Linked DNA regions of Mus musculus: region 2 is linked to region 1. The links are chromatin contacts, called in public promoter capture Hi-C maps. All regions are on one chromosome and are shown on one strand. Each heading gives the region's core, a stretch centred on a gene start, on an enhancer-like site or on the middle of the called end of the contact. The rest is flanking DNA. Distances are from core to core; before and after follow the strand shown. Region 1 holds the start of Usp30 (ubiquitin specific peptidase 30). Region 2 has its middle 22 kb from the start of Coro1c.

What was found. Promoter capture Hi-C pulls out the DNA fragments that hold promoters and counts their contacts.
Region 2: a contact with region 1 is called in a promoter capture Hi-C map of liver. The contact joins the enhancer-like site here to the promoter of Usp30 in region 1. A contact is called at or near these places in 4 of 39 promoter capture datasets (the HPC-7 cell line, embryonic stem cells, liver and 1 more) and 2 of 9 other capture datasets (adipose tissue and liver).

The regions. Positions count from the first base shown.
Region 1 is chr5:114,098,124-114,102,159 of GRCm38.p6, reverse strand. It overlaps Usp30 (ubiquitin specific peptidase 30), which reads right to left and starts at 1,827. Exons shown (of 13, transcript NM_001033202.3): 1 at 1,645-1,827. The coding sequence starts at 1,727.
Region 2 is chr5:113,929,097-113,933,132 of GRCm38.p6, reverse strand. No RefSeq gene overlaps it. Among named protein-coding and RNA genes, the nearest start is that of Coro1c, 22 kb to the right of the region's middle. Within about 2 kb of position 2,037, at least 129 of the 459 cell types and tissues checked have an H3K27ac peak or open chromatin away from gene starts, as enhancers often do. A contact at or near this core is called in the HPC-7 cell line, adipose tissue, embryonic stem cells and 1 more, where this site is marked.

The DNA of each region.
Region 1 (4,036 bases), core at 578-3,077:
TCTGTAGCTTGTTCATTCGGGTGGGGAGCCCAGAGCTCATTGGCACAGCTCATCACTCTCTCATGCTTCTTCCCTCCCGATGCAGGAAATATGCCAGGCCACCTGGTGCTCGCATGGCTTCTGGTGACCTCAACTCTGGTTTTCACATTTGTTGCTTATGCAATAGGCAGTCGAACACCTGAACCATCTCCCCAAGCTCTCCCTATTTACTTAATTAGGGTTTTGTTGTTGTTGTTGTTGTTGTTGCTCAGGCTGGCTCTGAACTCAAGAGTCCTCCTGGCTCATGAGCAATTCGTGACAGAGCGGTGGCACCAGGCCTGGCTTTAAAAATGGATTTCTCTTTGAGAATACGAAACAATACCACAAGAGGACATCTATATGTTCATACGATTAAAGATTTCTTCGTTCCAGGCTAGACTTGAAGGTGGACACTATTCTTTTTTCCCACAATTAAGAAAACTGCAGCAGTAATTCAAAACACAATTTTATACAAAGTTCTGTATCTCCAAGTAAGGCAACCCACACATACGTGCAACGTGTGTGTAACATGTACCCACATATATGTTGCATGTGGACATGTGTGTAATACGTTCTTACCTAATGCTTGGACTATATGAAGTTGATCACCTCCCCTGGTACCAGGGACTGACCCTAGCTAGGGCCTTATGCAGGACAGACAAATGCTCTACCACTAAGATCTGTCCCCCTAATTCTGCCTGCATGAATATTGGTCTCAGCTGAATAAACACTCCCTGAAAAGGATCACTAGTGACAACAGCAATCGTCAGACAACGGCCAGCATTCTCCGATGTCACAGCTAATTACCAGTTTCAAATCTTTTTGTTCTTCCAGGGTGAGTCCATAGAATGTGCACAGACCTTGGCTTAAAAAGCAGTCAGCGGGAGAAGGAGGGGGCCAGTTACAGCACACCTGCTCGGCACACACTCAACGAGGGAAACCGAGGCATGGTGTTGATTGACTAGTTCTTCTGCAGAACCGTACCATGAAGACGGTACGTGAGCCTGAGGGTGAGATTAAGCTGGCCACCAGCCCTGCTCTCAGGTCAGCTGTTAGGCCGCAAGGCCCAATCAAGCCTTCCTTCCCACCTGGTAAAATAGGGCCGCTGGGCGGAATAAACACGGGGTGGGGGGCTTCAGAGCCGGATAAGATGCTGTTAGACCTGCCCCGGTATCCAAGGTAGCCAACCCAAGCAACAGGTCCCAGCAGTCAGGGTGAGCAACGGGGGTGTGGCCCCAGGCCTTGGGAAGATCAACCGGGCTGGGGTGCAGACGGGGGTCCTAGCAGGAACGAAGAGCCTGGAATTGTCACAGCCTGGGGAGCTCAGCGGCTGGGAGCCTTCGGAAGCTTGGGAACCGGAGCGGTTTGGGATGCAGAAGTGAGAATCTCCAGCATGGCAGAGGTGGGAGACCGGCATCTGACAAACTGCGGGGGAGCAGCGGCGTGCAGATTGTGTGCCCGGAGCCCGAGTCTGGGGTCACCGCGAGGGGCTGCGGGGCGTCGCAGGCCGCGGCCACAGCAGGGACGAGGAGGCGACGCCGGGCCGCGGCCTCCGCCTCGGCCGGGTCCGCGCAGGCCTGGAGGCCCTGCGGCCGCCACCGCCACCCCGCACCCCCACCCACTCACCTGACGGCCGCCCCGGTGCGCAGGAAGCGCTGCAGGGCCTTGTCGGCCGCCGTCCTCGCCGCCTGCGCCCGGGAACTTAGCATCGCGCTCGCTGCCGCCGCCGCTACCGCTGCCGCCGCCGCCCCCCGCTCGCCCGCCCGCCGCAGCGGAATGAGGAGCCCAAGACAGGAGGCTCGCAAAGTGGAGGAACCCGCGGTGGCGACCCCGCTTCGGCGGAGGGGGGAAGAAGCCAGGAGGACGGACCGGAAGTTAGTCACACCGGACTGAAATAGTGAACGGACGACCCCTCCCCGGTTCCTTTGCTCCTAGCAACCGCAGCCTGATTCGTTGCTAAGGGAGGTTTCCCGGGGCCCGGGGACCACTTCGGAAGCTATGAGCCTTCGCATTTGCTCCGCCTCCAGGACGGAGCTTGGTTCATGTGGAAAGGCTGTTATTAAACTGGAAAATTTAAAAATAGATGGCTCTAGCTTTGATTTTTTAAAATGTGGGGTTAGCAAGATGGCTCTGTAGGTAAAAACAGCTGCCCCCAAATCTCACACCCTGAGTTCAGTGCCCAGAACCATACAGTAGAAGAGAACCAAAGTTATCAGGACCTTCCTATGTGTGCTGTGGTGCGCAACACACACACACGCGCGCGCGCACAAACACATGCACACATACACATGCATATGCCTGCACTTACACTCGTATATGCACACACATACACCTGCACACACGCATGCACATTTATACATAGATGCACACTTCACAATACACACACATGCATATGTGCACACATGCACACGCACACACACACGTATATATATACACATGCACACTACACATACGCACACATATGCACAGTATATATACCCATACACGTATACACATACATGCATGCATTCACATGCACACAGCACACATATACACGCGTGCACACACACACACCTATAAACATACAGATACATACAAATACATGCAAACACATGCACATACACTTGCATGCACATGTGCACACATATATACACATGCATACACAAGTGCACAGACACACAAATGCAATAAATTAAAATGCAGTGTCTTAGAAATCTGTTTCTATTAGGTTTATACAAAGTCCTAAACAGTCCCACACAAATGTTTGTGAATTCACTCTTTAAAACAGCAAAACATGGAAACAAACTAGATATTTATCAGCTGCAAATCTCCCTCTGTCATACATACAATAAAAAAGGTGTTAGAATTTTTAGATTCCTCTCTTGTGTGGGCATGCTGCTGTATGTGCTGCAGATCTTTATACCATTTCTCTTCTCAAAGCCGAACTGTGTGTGTTGAGTAACTCCCCCTTCCTGTCTTCTGTTCTAGTAATTTCCATTCTATTTCTATTCCTGTGAGGTTGAGGTTGGCTGTCTCAGGACAGGAGTCGCTCAGAGTTCTTTGGTGACTGTCTTAGCTCACTTGGCATAAAGTCTTTTTTTACAGGAAAGTAATATTCCATTGTAAGTACTAGTTTCTCTCTCCTGTCCATGTCTCAATGGACATTCAGGTTGTTTCCACTTCTTGGCAATAAACTCGGGCACATAACCCTCTCTTTCTGGTCTTGTTTTCAGCCCTTCCAGATATATATCAAGTAATGAGATTATAGATTTATATGCTAATTCTTTTTTTTTAGACACTTCTAGATTGTTTTCCACAGCAACGGAACCATCTTACAATCTTTAGCCAATTTAAAAAATTATTGGGGAGGCATGTGTCATGACTTGCATGTGGAGGTCAGAGACCAGCCTCAGGAATTCTGTTCTCTCCTTCCACCATGCGTGTTCAAACCCAGGTTATCATGTTTGGCAGCAAGCACCACTCCCTGCTGACCTATCTCACTGGCCCAGTTTATAAGTATGAAGCTCAGCAGTGTGAGCAACGTACTGACATTCCCTATAGAACGTTTAAATTCCCCAGTCAGGAATCACACATATTAAACAGGGATCTTTTGTTTCTTTCTCTCCGTGATGTCTATTTCATCTTCTATCCTTATGGATTCAACATCTGTGCTGTGTGAATTCATTAGCATCTGGCCCTTGGGCCTGGCTTTTTTTCATTTAGCATAACATTTTCAGGGTGGATCTGAAGTGTAGTTCCTATCAGACTTCATTCTTTGTTGATGGCCATGGTTTGACGATCTTGATATTCCGAACCTCCCGCCTCCACCTCCTGAATACTGAGATTTAAGGTTTGTGCCATCAAAGCCACTTTTCATTCGGTCCTGGGAACCGGAACCTCAGGCTTCAGGAATGCTGGATGCTCACTGTCCCAGCTGAGCTCTACCCCAGGTCCCACTTCTTGGTTTCTGTGACTAGTGTTGTTTTTAAGCATCAGTGCACAAGTGCTCAGGTTCTTGCTTCTGGTTACATTGAGAACA
Region 2 (4,036 bases), core at 788-3,287, 170 kb after region 1:
TTGGTAAACTGTTCCAGCAGATAAAAATGTTCAATAGCATCTTATTTATTCACTCCCAAGCCGGAGGAGGACGTACCTGTACCCGCATCTAATACTGAAAGCCCGATTCTCAAGGTTGAGATGTGACTCAAGGATCAAGAATTTTCCTAGTGGGTACAAGGCTGAACTTCAACCCTTAGCACCATGGCAGGGGTGGGGGGTGGGGATGGGGGGTGGGAGTAAACAGTAACTTGTATATGATAGCATGTGCCTGCAAGCCGAGCCCTGAAGAGGTGAAGGCAGGAGGATCAGAGATTCGAGGTCATCCTTGGCTACAGAGTAAGTTCAAGGCCAGCCTGAGCTACATGAAATCACATTTTCAAGATAAGCTTGTCTCACCTTGTCCCAGAGGCTGAGACGCTCTCATGCCTCTGCCCACCTTCTTGAAGATGTAGAAAAGCCAGGAACAGTTCAAAGGGCTGGGAGCATCAAGCTGATAGGGAGATTCACAGTCGGGACAAGGCCTGACAACTAGCAACTTAAGGACAGGAGGGAACTGAGGACCCAGGAGAGGTGGTGCCCACCTGTGACCCTAGCACTTGGGAGGCGGAGGCAGGAAGACCAGAAATCTAACGCTCATCTTGGCTATGGACTCAGGACAGCCTGGGCTAAGTGAGATTCCATTGCAAGAATTTTTTAAAAGGTATATTCTGGCAGAATTGGGGTGTAGGGTGGGGCAGGAGTGGATGCCTTTAATTCCAGGACTCTGGAGGCAGAGGTAGGTGGATCTTTATGTGTCTGAGGTCAGCCAGGACTATATGGTGAGTTCCAGGCCAGCTAAAACTACATAGTGGAGTCCTTTCTCAAACAAAACAAAACAGAAAAGAGGTAAAGAAAAAGAGGGAGGGGGCTCTTCGCCCCAAAGTGCTGTATCAGAGCCAAGTTTCCTATGGTTCTTGAAATTGGATATCTAAGTAGGGCCCGAGGTTGAAATAGGCACACACATGTGGATCCTGGCACTGAGGCAACTGAGGCCAGGGAGGGGGGGGGGGTGATCCTAAATTCAAAGCTAGCCTGGTCTACATACTAAGACCCTGTCTCAACAAAACAGCTGTGCACACAAAATGTAGTGAAGACAGAGCTATCGGTGGGGCCAGCAATGTCTGCTCATATGAGGATTGCTAATAATACATGCAGAACTCCACACAGGCACATGCTCTGTGCTGTATGGCTGGGAGGACAGAGACAGGAGGATTATGAGTTTGAAACCAGCCTGGGCTACATAGGGAAATCCTATTTAAAAAAAAAAAAAAAAAAATATATATATATATATATATATATATATCACAGGACAGCCAGGATTATATAGAAAAACCCTGTCTCACCTCCCAAAAATACACACACACACACACACACACACACATGCACACATAGAAAAAAATCACAATGGGCTGGAGAGAGATGGCTTAGCAGTTAAGAGCACTGATTGCTCTTCCATAGGCCCCGAGTTCAAATTCCAGCAACTACATGGTGGCTCACAACCATCTGTAATGGGATCTGATGCCCTCTTCTGGTGTGTACTTATAATAAATAAATAAATAAATAAATAAACCTTAAAAAAAGAAAGAAAGAAAAGAAAAAAGAAAAAGAAAATCACTGGACAATGAACACATAGTACGCCCCTCTGAGCTGCGGTCTTATGTACAATGTGAAGTAGTTGGTCCAGGTTGGGACGCAAGTCATCCTTCAAGGACAAGCTATAATGGTCTGAGAACAATGGGCCACCCATTCACTGACCAGATCCTCTGCTTCCTGCCTCCTCGTTACCTTTAAGGACCAAGAGTCACAAACACAGGGTCACTAGAGAAGCAGCCTTGAGCAGGGATGTGCACACCTCCGTCCTGACAGACCCTATCCAAAGTACAGGATCTGCCACTCTCAAAGCCAGAACCAGGTCCTGGGCAGTTCTTCCCCGGAGGGATCCTGAACAGGAGAACAGGGCAGCCTGGGAGCGTAGGCTTGGCGCTGCTGCCGTCCAGAGGCAGAGGCACATCCTGTTCTGCGGTTGCCATGGTATATCCGAAAACATCTGCCACAACACAAGGCTGGGGTGGCGCCTGGCAGGAGAGCTCTGGCCGAAGAAGGGCCTGGGCGGGCTGGGCACCAGACTGAACAAAGTCAGCAGCTGGGCAGGGATTAGGAAAACGTCCCGAAAAAAAAAAAACGTCCCAGATCTCCCGCACACATGTGCACAGTTCACACACACACACACACACACACACACACACACACACACACATTTATCTGGGAAGCAAGGCTTGCTGCATATCTAACTCAAGCAGATTTCCTGAAGAGTTCTCAATTCTCTATTTTTGGTTTTGGGATTTTTTTTTTCCCTTTTGCTTTTTTTTTTTTTTTTTTTTTTTTCCTTTTCTGGATTTAGTTTGGTTTGCTGTTTGGAGAAAAGGTCTCCTGTAGCCAGGTTGGCCTAGAATTTGCTGCATAGCTGAGGATAACCTTGGACTCCTGATCTTCCTGCCTCCACTTACCCAGTGCTGGAGTTGCAGGCTGTATCGCAGTGTGTTTATTAGTTATTATTTTCTGTGTATGGCTATTTTGCCGGTGTGTATGTGTGTGTATACCAGAGGTCAGCCAGGCATCAGATCCCCTGGGACTGGAGTCACAGAAATTCATGAGCCTCTGTGTGGATGCTGGGAATCAAATTCAGGACCTCTGGAAGGTAGCCTGTATCTTAACAGCCGGGCCATCTCTCTGCCTACCTTTTTTGTTTTGTTTTTATATTGTTGTTATTTGGGACAAAGTCTCACCCCGTTGTAACCCAGGCTGGCTTCAAGTCTATAGTAATTACCCTGCCTCAGCCTTCCTAGTGTTGGCTTTATGGATGCTACCACACCCAGTGCTAATTCTCTGTTTTCTTCTTTGAAACCCAGAGAGGAGATCCTGAGTCAGGCCAGAGGCTTCCTGACTTCCTGCCTGGACCCGCTCCCGGCCACGCCCACAGAACTTCCCAAACCTATGTCTCTCCAAGATGCAACTCACTGCCCTGTTGTCTCAGGAGCTGCTGATGTTTCTCATGGATAGTCCATAAAATACAGTCTTGGTGACAGTCAGTTGTAGGTTATGGAGGAGGAGTGACCCTAAGCCGGGAGGACCCCGTGCCTGAGGAGCCAGGAAGACCCGTGCTGAGGAGTCAGGAGGACCCGTGCCTGAGGAGTGTTACACACCTGCAGACTAAACGGGAGTCCCTGACTTGGAAGGGGTCTGCACAGATCTGTCAAACTAGATGGCTGGCTGAGTTGATCCCATGTGATGAGGTCACAGGTATTAGTGATACGTTTTCTTTTCTTTTCTTTTTTAAAGATTTATTTACTTATTTATTACATGTAAGTACACTGTAGCTGTCATCCAGAAGAGGGCATCAGATCTCATTACAGATTCAGATCTCATTACAGATGGTTTTGAGCCACCATATGGTTGCTGGGATTTGAACTTAACCGCTGAGCCATCTCTCCAGTCCAGTGACACGTTTTCTAAGAGAGAAACTGAGGCACGGAGAGGTGATATAACACTCCCCCGCCCCGCCCCGCCCCGCCCCGCCCACACCCATGCTATGGCTACATGAATATGCAAAGTAGGGTTTTTGGGGTTTTTGGGTTTTTTTGAGACAGGGTTTCTCTGTACAGCTCTGGCTGTCCTGGAACTCACTTTGTAGACCAGGCTGGCCTCGAACTCAGAAATCTGCCTGCCTCTGCCTCCTGAGTGCTGGGATTAAAGGCGTGCGCCACCACGCCCGGCTTGCAAAGTAGATTTATTTTGGACAGGAAAGGAGGCAGATTGAACCCAGGGCCTCACACAGGCTAGGCAGCCTCCTTATTTTTCTAACAGTCTTAGAAAAATTGTCCGGGCTAGCCTTGAGACTGCAATTCGTCCAGTCTTAGCCAGTCCGTTATTAGGTTGGGGTCTAATGCCTTACCGGCCTGCGCCACTAACGCTACAGTCCATAATCCCCAGTCCCATCCCTTAGCTGCTTTTCTAG